Regions from separate parts of the Mus musculus genome. Here region 2 is linked to region 1. Evidence: chromatin contacts called from public Hi-C data. All regions are on one chromosome and are shown on one strand. The core of a region is the stretch at or near the end of the contact, and the rest is flanking DNA. Distances in the headings are between cores, read along the strand shown.

What was found. Hi-C and Micro-C count contacts between places; a contact is called where the count stands out from the background.
Region 2: a Hi-C map of uterus shows a contact between it and region 1. The contact joins two enhancer-like sites. A contact is called at or near these places in 2 of 484 Hi-C or Micro-C datasets (nephron progenitors and uterus) and 1 of 115 datasets of contacts at active chromatin or transcription factors (craniofacial prominence).

What each region holds. Positions count from the first base shown.
Region 1 is chr5:118,878,125-118,883,337 of GRCm38.p6, reverse strand. No RefSeq gene overlaps it. Among named protein-coding and RNA genes, the nearest start is that of Gm42015, 37 kb to the right of the region's middle. Within about 2 kb of position 3,192, at least 33 of the 459 cell types and tissues checked have an H3K27ac peak or open chromatin away from gene starts, as enhancers often do. A contact at or near this core is called in uterus, where this site is marked.
Region 2 is chr5:119,464,592-119,469,804 of GRCm38.p6, reverse strand. No RefSeq gene overlaps it. Among named protein-coding and RNA genes, the nearest start is that of Gm31314, 61 kb to the left of the region's middle. Within about 2 kb of position 2,249, at least 22 of the 459 cell types and tissues checked have an H3K27ac peak or open chromatin away from gene starts, as enhancers often do. A contact at or near this core is called in uterus, where this site is marked.

The DNA.
Region 1 (5,213 bases), core at 1,943-4,442:
GTCCTCTCCTGACCCTGGAGAGTATTGCTATCAATTATTATTACTATGTAAGTAAATTGTCTATTGGAAAACAGTACAACAAAAACCAGGTAAGACAGGTGTGAGAAATCAACCTGGGTGCTAAGGTGCCCACAGAAGGCAGAGCCAGACGTGGGGGCTGAGGCAGGTGTTTTGCTGAGAAGGGAATAGGGACTGAAAAATAAGAGTGTGTGTTTTCAAGTCTGAAATGAACTGGGTTGTGTGTTTGCTTGTATTTCCTTTCCACTGTTCAGCTCAGAGATGAAACCGCAGTCTGGTTAATGGGGGGCTGGCAAACAGAAAATTATTCGTTCTGGCAAATTCAACTTGTCTTTTAAACTGACCTGAGATGTTTTACATTTATTTATTTATTTATGGTCTATAAAGCAGCTGGCATTAAGTCATCGTTGTTTTGAGGCAGCATCTTAATGTGTAGTCCTGGCTGTCCTGGAACTCACTACATAGACCAGGTTGGCCTTGAACTCCCAGAGAAGTGCCTACTAAGTGCTGAGATTAAGCATGTGTTGTCATCACTCCAAGTTAGGTGGCATTAATGTTGACAATATTTTATTTTACCCAGTATGCTCCATAAAATATCATGTCGATATTAAAACTATGGGTGAAAATCAATTGCCTCTAAGCCAGTGAGAGATCTATGTCAAACTAGAATGGTTGAGGGCCTGAGGCATGACTTCTAAGGCTGTTCGCTAGTCACCACACACAACACGTCGCATACTCAGGCACATGTGCACACATGCAGGCTCTTACACACGAATGCTCACCTGAACATGCATGCCATCCACACCAAGTCTCCATATCTGCAGAGCCACAGCTGGGGTCAGCTGGGCCCGCCCCTCACCCTACAGTCTTCAGTGACTTCCCATAACCACCTGTGAAGGGACAGACACCTTTGCAATAACACCTTTGTTGCCCAGCTGGCACACAGTGGGCAGGTAACAGGACACATGTATGCAGGGGAACAAGCCGGAAGAACAGAGCCTCGGGATGGGGTGGGGGCTGGGGGAGGAAGTTGGACTTTGCAGAATGAGATGGTCGGGTGGCGGTGGATACCAGCAACAGGCACTCCTCACTGTCAGCCCAGGATGTAAAAAAGACTGAACCCCTGACTGTTGTCCCAACAAAGAGAGGGCCTTGTACCTACAAGGCGACTCTAGCCAAACAGGCCTGGGTACAGTTCCGGTAGCAGATCCTCTCTGTCCTGAGCCCAAACCAGCTCAGCTGGCTTCCAGGACAGGCTTCTTGGAATGCAGCCCCACAGAGAAAGCTGCAAGCAAGAAGAGAGAAAGACAGGCGCTCTGACATGGCTTTTCCTCTCAGGTTGTCTTCATTGCCAAAGGCCCGGACCGGAGGACTTAGAGGTGGTGTGTACGGAGGTGGAAGGAGAGAGCAGCAGAGAGATCTTTTTGTAGTTGTGTGGCTGGAAAGCAATCTTCCCTGTGAGCTTGGCAGGCTGGGCCTCTCGGGGGCCCTTTATTCACTTCACTGGCAGCTCACCTCCGCTCTCTCAGGGTGCTGTAGGGGCGTGTGATGGCAAGTTTATAGACAAGGTTGACCAGATGGCTCAGTGGATACCTGAAGACTTGAGTTCAACCCTGGGACCCATGTGAAGGAAGGAGAGAACTGGCTCCCCCACATTGTCCTCCGATCACCACACGCACACCTTGGCAGCCCCTCCGCCACACTCACTCGACCATTCGATGTAATTTTTTTTAGATTAGATTAAAGTTTTGTTGTTGTTTTTTTTTAAATCAATTCATAGCAAGAGTTAGTGGCTTCTGACCCCTACATGCAAGTGACACCTCTTCCAACAGTGACTTTGTGCTTGTATTTCTCAGAGTCTCAAGTCTCTCCTCCCTAGGACACTGTCCTAAGAACAGTAGAAGATTTCTCTCCAATAGTCAAGAGAGTGCTTTATTTCATTTTATTTCTTCCTCCAAAGGCATGCTTATAGATCACCCTGAAATACGCTAATCTCCAGTAGATATGGCAGCTCACTCTAATCCCAGCACTTGGGAGGCTGAGGCAAGGGATCCCAGTGAGTCTCCCACACAGCCTTCGAGACAGGGCCAGTTCCCCATCAGCCAGGGTGAAAAATGGAACTGTGCATTGAACACACCAACAGAAGAACCCTGACTTGAAGCTTGCTCTCTCCCCAGCGTTAACGGCTTTAGCTTCGTTTGAAGCTATTTGACTGGGGGCCACCCCGACACTCAGTGTCCTTGTCTAGAAGTAGAATCCTAATGGGCCTGCTAGCAATGGCTCTGGGTTGACAGGGATTCATTTTATGAATGAAGTCTTAGATTAGACTAGATAAGAATGGTGGAAACGCTAAAACAGAGTTTTCTATCCGGTTTAAACACACACACACACACACACACACACACACACACACACACACATCTCAGCTCTCGTTCGAGATGACCCCTGAGCTCTCCTGGTTTCTGCTAATGTTCCCGATAGCCATTCACTTCCTGGTTGTTTGCCTCCTCGGCTCTGATTGGCCAGATTCCAGTTCACTTGGGAGCTGTGTTATGAAGACCTTGAAGGCTCCAGGAAAAGGAAAAATTCCCTCTTCTCATTCTTCTCTCCATGAGCTCTTCAGCCAAACCCACCCTTACCCTTTAAGACGCAGACGGGTTCAACCTCGGATGCCGTCGCATCCATTCTAGACCTATCCTTTGTCCCCAGATCCTGGCATCCAGAGCATGGTGTGGCCTCTCACACTGAGAGGTGGGGCCTGCAACCCAGGTTTTGACTCCGACCACAAGACTCTGCGTTCATTCAGTGTCTCCCCCCCCCCCCCCCACACACACACACACTTCACTCCACTACCACATTCATCTGTCAAGTGCCCTCCCCACCCGACACACAGACACGCAGACTCACGGACAGACACAGCCTTCTCTCCCGTCTCTCCCTCCACCCACGTCTTTTCCCTTGAGCTAGATCTGGGGGCGGGGTGAGAAGAAAGCCAAATGTCTTCCAACCACAGAGTAGTGACAGTGTTGTCCTTACAACACCAACCAAAGATCTAATTTTTTTTCCTTTCCTGAATGCCTAAAAGGAGTTGGAAAACCCGAGGGCACCATTGCCTTGTTTTCTGCTCAATGGAGTCTGGCCAGAATCCACCCACAGCTAAACAAAGCATCCTTTCTTGTCCCACTGAAGTTCTCAAAATCTGGCCAGCCTGACACCCACCCAGAACAGCCCCTTGACCTGACTCCTGCCTTCGTCCTCCATGCCTTTTGATGGCATTGTTCAATATTCAAAATCAGACCCAAAGTGCCTGTCCACACCCTAGTCTGAAAGACCAAGAACAGAATTTTAAAATAATAATAATAAATAAATAAAATCTGTGGCCTAACCAGTGGTTGGAGCGCCATCTGCTGGCCATTTTATAAGCAGCGCCTCCCTCACCAGCCCACATGGCTCTAAGTTCCCGTATTTCAAAGTCTTTTCGGAGTTTAACTCCGAGAGAGTATAGCTTCAGGCGTGGGAACTTGTGCTTTTAAGTACGTTAATATCCCATTATTCTATTATGGGAATACGCATTTAGGAATAAAGGCTCTTTTTAAAAAATCTTTTATTCCTTTTCTTTTAAAGCTATTTAAAGTCTCCATCAAACATCTGGGAGGGATGATCTCAGCTTACAACGGCTTTTATTACTGTCACACTTGTTCCTACTACCGTGATAATGATTGTGGCATTGTATTAATCAATAAATCATAACGAACTCGCTTTTTACACACTCTTAACACAGACCCCCAGACCAGTGTGTGCCCGGGTTTGCAGGAAAATTTATGATTCTGGGTGGGAGGGAGAAGGAGACTATAACACAACAAAGACCAAAATAAATAAATAAAGAGGGAGGATTGCTTTTAGAAAAAAAAAAGGAGGAAGCTTTTTTCTAAAAGAGACTCTCGGCTTGGGAAGGCAGATTTGGGACTGAGTTAATAAATGCCTCTCCTATCTGCTTAGTCAAAGGAGCTTACGTCCCTTTAGCTGGGATTTTTTTTTTAACCTCATTAAAAATCAAAGGGAAAGCATGGGAATTTTCCTCTGTAAATATTTTGCCTGTCCTCTGAGGAGAGAAAACAGAAAATCACCTGTCTCAGTCGGTGCCTTCTTTCGAATTCACTTTGGCCAAATACCTTAGGCAGTCAGGGTGATGGAGAAGAATTGGGGAAGGGGGGGGGGGCTTATGCCTGTCAGCAAGTGTGTCCACCAAGTGTGGGTTTGGGTAGCCATAGGGAGCACGTGGCATCTACCCCTTTCGAGTCTGCAGCTGCCACAGCACAGCACATCCTGAGGAAGGGCTGGCTGAGTCACACGAACCCTGTGGATTCTAGAAGCCCCTTTCCCTGGGCTTCTCTAGGACCCACCCATCACTCTGAGCTCTCCATTGGTCCACCATGGGGGATTTGGTCCACATTCGTCGGGTGTTCTCAGCTTCTTCATCAGATTCCTTCCTCTCTAGTTCTTGAGCTAAAACCCCGTTTATAAGAAAGTCAGGAGCCTGGGAAACATCTCGTCATTGTAGCGTCCAGCCCATCATCTTATTGAACGGGCGTTTTACTTCTCCCTTGAAGCTGGGTGTCCGCCCCGAGTTGAGGCAGATACAAAACACAGACGTAGACGGAATTTTATTTCAACGTTTAATACGTAAAATTCTCGCTAAAATAAAACAAGCCATAAAAGTAGCCTTTCCCAGAGCACACGGGTTTTTTGTTGTTGTTGTTTTGTTTTTGTTTTGTTTTGTTTTTTTATTTTTTCTGGAACTAGCCCCTTCTGATTAGGAGCAAGGTACAGAACCTCGCTACAGGTTCAGCTACTGAAAACTTGAATGAAAGTTCTCCTTGGCCTCCTCCTCCAAGGCCACTCCTGGTCTCTAGTCCACAAGGTATAAGAGGCTGAGACAGGATCCGAACATTTCGAGTGGAAACTGGTTCTTCATTGAGTTCCCCCCACTATCTTTCTCAGAAGTATGAAGAGGTTTGGGGGTTGGTGGGGGTGTTGTTTTTGTTTGTTGTTTTGTTTTGTTTCAAGCATTGTTTATTTGAAATACTAGCTGCTAAGTTCAACACAGTTTTCTGCGATGTCTGCAGACAGAATTTTTTGTTTGGACTTTCAGTAGTGCGAGGAGAGAGAACGAGAGAGAGAGAGAGAGAGAGAGA
Region 2 (5,213 bases), core at 1,000-3,499, 590 kb before region 1:
AAAGACTTGATTGAGTCAATGTTTTACTAATTTCTTTTGATGGCACAACTTTTCTTATGTAACTTGTTTTGGAGAGTCCCGGTTGGAAGTGTATCCTGTGCATTTTCACAACCCTGCTGTGTGGCAGGGTTGCTGGGGGTGGGGGGTGGGATCTGTCTCATTCAGAGACCTTTATTGTTCTCTTGATAAGAATACAATTTCCATCTTTCCAGGGGTGTCCTTAGTAGGAGTGACCCACCCTCTACTGTGACTTTTGTGGTGGCAAGGAGCTGAAATAGATGTGAATTAAGGGGGAAAGATCCTTAAAAGTAATTTATTGGATTATCTTAGAAATTTGGAGATGATTGTGAGAAACCTTGAGCTCTTCCCCCTCCCTGTATGTTTTCTCACCTGACTCTCTGTTCTCTCTCCATCTTCTTCAGCTCTGCTCTGTCCTCTGTGTTAGCATGGTTTCACAGGACTTAGGAAATGCTCCCTCCTTCTGGGGAAGGGATGTGGAGAACAAGATGGTTACTGTCAAAAACATCTCAGGCTTGTATTGACCCTCTTCTGTAGCCTCCAGAATGTAACACTTTTTTCCCCTTCTCTGGTAACTTTGTGAGGATTCCCAGGGATGGACCCTGACTAGTCAGCTTGTGTAGCCACCTCTGGAACTCTGATTATTGCTTCTTGGGTAGTGGGGTGTGGCTCGTTGGTTGTCAGTCAGGATGGGGCACTTCCCTGAATGCACAGATGGGGGGAGGGAGAATTTCCATCATTGGCCCCTCAGTGTCCCTGGGAATGGTTGAAGAATAGTCTCTGAGAGCAAGAGATGCTGTTTCTAGAGGTAGGCACAAGGCAGATGAAAAGGACAGATTCCACTCAGCCTCTGTAAGCTTTCATTTTATGACTTCCGAATGTATATGTATTATTTATCCTTGGCAAATTTCAAACCCGTGTATGATGTGTTTGACTCAATCAATCCCCCATCACTCATTTGGCTCTTATGGTACTGACCACCCAGCCTGCATTTTTACAAAGTAATGGGAAACGGTCCTTTCCATCTTTAGTTTAGATCGCGGCAAGTTAGAGACCCACAGAATTTCTGCTGGGAGCTAAAATTAAGCAATGTTTCTCTTGTTAATTTTAAAGTTACGCTTATTTATTTGATTATTTGCTGTGTGTATTCATGTGTGCTACAGCACCTGTGGAGGTCAGAAGACAGTCTGCAGTAGTCAGTTCTGTCCTTCCCTCACGTGGGACCCGGGGATTGAACTCAGATCATCAGATTTAGACGCAGTCACCCACACCTGGGGAACTAACTTGCTGGCCCAGAGTGAACACTTCTTACATTCGAAGCCTAATCATCTTCAAAAGTTGGTTTTGGGTCTGGTGGTGCTGGAACTTCTAAGCTAGGACCTTGTGCATGCCAGCCATTTCAGAGGCTTGAGCTCCTGTCAGGGTGGATCAAAAGTGGCCTGTAGTCCACAGGTACCACATTATCCTCACAGCTCACCTGACCCTTCTTCTTTGGGTCAGGAGGTGCATAGGACATTTTTGTCTCCGATGGATTGATACTTGGTAGGTTCTCTAGTAGCTTACCTAGCTGAGAGTGACCAGCATGACTCTCAGCTAGTTACTCTTTGCACAGCCTGCTTCTGGGAGTGTATTAGTCAGGGTTCTCTAAAGTCACAGAACTTACGGAACGTCTCTCTATATTAAGGAAATTTATTGTAATACCTTATAGTCATCGAACTAACCCAACAATGGGCAGCTGTGAATGGGAAGTCCAAGAATCTAATAGTCTCTCAGTCCCACAAGGCTAGTTTAAGCTGTTTTTCTATAGAAGCCCCGTGTACGAGGGCAGTATGTCTTGTCATTGTGCCTGACCAGGAAGCAGAAAGCAGGAGGAAGGAGCCAGGGAAACCCCTCCCTCCCTAAAGTCCCGCCCCCAGTGACGTACTTCCTCCAGCTACAACCTCCCCTACCCCCCAAAGTTTCCATACATCCTAGAAATAGCAGCCCAGAGCTGGGAACCAAACATTCGAAACATGAACCTTTAGGGGACAATTCAGAGTCAGTCCCTTAAACATGGACTTCTTGCTTACTGTGACCCTTACCAACGGGTGCCTGGTTTCCCAATCCTAAAATTCTCAGAGTGAGATTTATGGTGTGAGTCACTTCTCGGGGGACAATGCCCTACAAGACTCACTTGGGTGACTGGCCAGTGGACAGATGGTCTCCTGTGAGTCAGCTTTCCTCCCCTGGAGCTTTCTGAGAACGGAACCACATGACCCGCTGCCTGTCTACATTGTGGGAGCTGAGGGCAGGGAGCTATGGGTGGCCAGGCTGGCTGGCTGCTTGTCACTCCAGTACTACAGAAGACTTTGGCGTGGTGTGACCGGCATGTTTAATAAACAAGATGTGAGCCTGTCGTTGGGGCTGTCTGGGATACAGCTGCTCATGTAGCAAGGACCTTACATAATTCCAAGTCCGAGGTCATTTTTCCTCTTTCGAAAACTTCAAAGTCCTGTCACCATGTGTGGAAGCCACCACAGAACATTTTCATCCACTTGTCTGGAGAGATGATTTTTCAAGGGAATTACCCCTTGTAGCGATCAGACTAGTCAACAGCTTGGGTATTATTTTCTCTTTTCCATTATTTGCACACTTGTGTGGTTGTGTGCTTGTTTGTGGGCACACACGTGTGCAAGTGCATGTGGAGACTCAAGGTTGGTATTCAGAGACCTCCTTGCTTGCTCTTCCAACTTATCACTAAGGCAGGCTCTCACAATGTAACCCAGAGGTCTTCAATAAGGTAAGTTTTGCTGGCCAGCTTGCTCTGGGGCATCCTCGTCTCCCATCTTCCAAGACTCACACCCCATGGATTCTGGGGTTCTAACCACTGTCCTTCATGCTCTGTGACAAACACTACAACCCCTGATCCATCTCTCCAGCCCCACACTTACCACAGTAGCCAGGAAGGATGGATGGGGACGGATGTAGACCCATCCATCCCGTGTCACTAGAAGACCATTCAAAGTTCTAAGTGTTAGAAAAGCACACGATATTGGGCCCTGATGTCAGTACTATCCCTCTAAACCCATAAAGCACCACTGGCATTAAGTGGGACTTCCTATGGACTAAGGCTGAAATAAATACTTTCCTTATCTTTCCGAGGCAGATGCTAAAGATTTGGCTACTGGATGGAACTTCCAGAAAAGTAAGTCGATCTCTGGAGATGGTTCAGCAAGTAGGAACACTTGTGTAGATATGAGGACCAGAATTCAAATACCCAGAACCCGTGAGAAAACCTAGGTGTACACACACACGCACACACACACACACACACACACACACACACACACACACACCTACCTATAATCCCAGCAAGCAGAGGGATTGCTGGAGCTCGTTGGCCGCCAGCCTAGATCTGGATTCAGTGAGAGAGACTCTGCTTATGGGGAGTAAATCAAACCACAATAAAGGACATCTGACGTCCTCCTTTGGTTCCTGTATGTGTACAAAGTGAGTGTAATGCCACAGACACATGCACATATAACACACACACACACACACAGAGCACATAGCTTCTTCTCTCCTCCCCCTCCCTTCCTTTTGGAAGGAAGAATTCACTTTGGTTCATGGTTTATGGTCAGTTCATCTTGGTTGGGAGAGTGCGCTGCAATAAGGAGTTAGGACAGAGAGGGTGTGTCTGAACATGGAACCCGGACATGAGCTCTGGTTGGGATGAGTGGATGAAGCTCGAGTTTAAAGCAAGCCTGGTGCTGCCGTGAGAGGGCGGTGTGACTTGGGTCTGGAATGATCTGGTTTCTGGCACTGTTGGGCACCTTTAGGAAGTGGGGAATCTTGAGAGGAAGTTGTGCCACTGGAATGCATTCTTGAAGTGGGTCCTGGAATCCTGATCCCGTCCACACTCTCTCTCGGCTTCCATGGTGTGATGCAGTGGACAGGTTTGTTCTGCCATGTGGCCATACCACCATGCACTTTTCCACCCCAACCACAGGGCCCAGCAGTCACGGTCTCCTCTGAAACCACAGGCTAACATATATCCCTTTCTTCCTTTTAAGTGGATTGCGTCAGGTATTTTGTTTCAGCCATGGATTGACAAACAGGAATGAGTACCTTGGCTTGATTTTTCTGGCAATTTACCCTAATGAAATTGAGTAATATTTCTCTCCTTTGCAAAACAAATGTAAAACAAAAAAATACACTTACATCTTCATTGGCATGTACACATGTCATCTTACCTGCATACTTCAAAGAATCATGTCTACACTTCAGCTTCTCTCATCCAGGGCTTCTCAGCTTCTCCAGGGTCTCTCAGCTTCTCCATCATTGACATTTGAGGATGGAAAAAGTCTTTGATTTTAGGGACCGGCCTTGGCATTAGCAGATGCTTCTCCTGTACCTATGGCAATGGAAACTACCTCCAGACACTGTCAAATATCTTCTGAAGGATAAAATCACCACCTCCATTGGGACCTACCATCTAAGGGCAGGCAGCACCTGAGAAGCAGACCTTGTGTTGACTAAAAGTTCTATACATAAAGCATCTTTGTATGTCAAAGAAGGTAAAACTCATCTGGACCTCTAGGCTTCAAAGGTCATGGTTAAAATGAGAACATGGTTGTCCTAGTGGCCTTGACCCAAGAGAGAACAGAGACAACTCAAGGATAGTAACCCCGTAGAGATGCCTCAGGGCCAGCCACCTTGCTCCCCACTCCTTCCCTAGTTTCTTCATCCCATGTATTTATGGCTCTTCCAAGAAGGAGCTGGCAACATCCATGGACCACTCATTCATCACACCAGTCATTTTGTTTTGTATTCTACCAGCCACCCTGTCCCTATCTAATCAGGGGGCTGCTTCCTGTTTTTGTCCTGCTATCATTTGTCCCACTGGAGTGATTTTTATCATCAAACAGTATGAAAATAGAATCTAGGAATTGGCACCTCTCTGCTGCAGCCAGCCCATGAGACTGACCCGTTGGCTTGGGCAGGAGAGACGGAAGCAGCCTAGGACCCAAGTTCACATTGTCTTCAGGACAAACAGCCAGGCATGCCTCCCATCTTTCCACAGGGCTCCCCTCAAAAATACAAATGGTGATGTGATTTGTTTAAACCTAAGGACATGTATTTACAAGCACTTGGTGGCCATTCTTCCTGGAGAGTGGAGGGAGGTGTCCCAGCTTGATGAATGGGTTCCTCTCTCG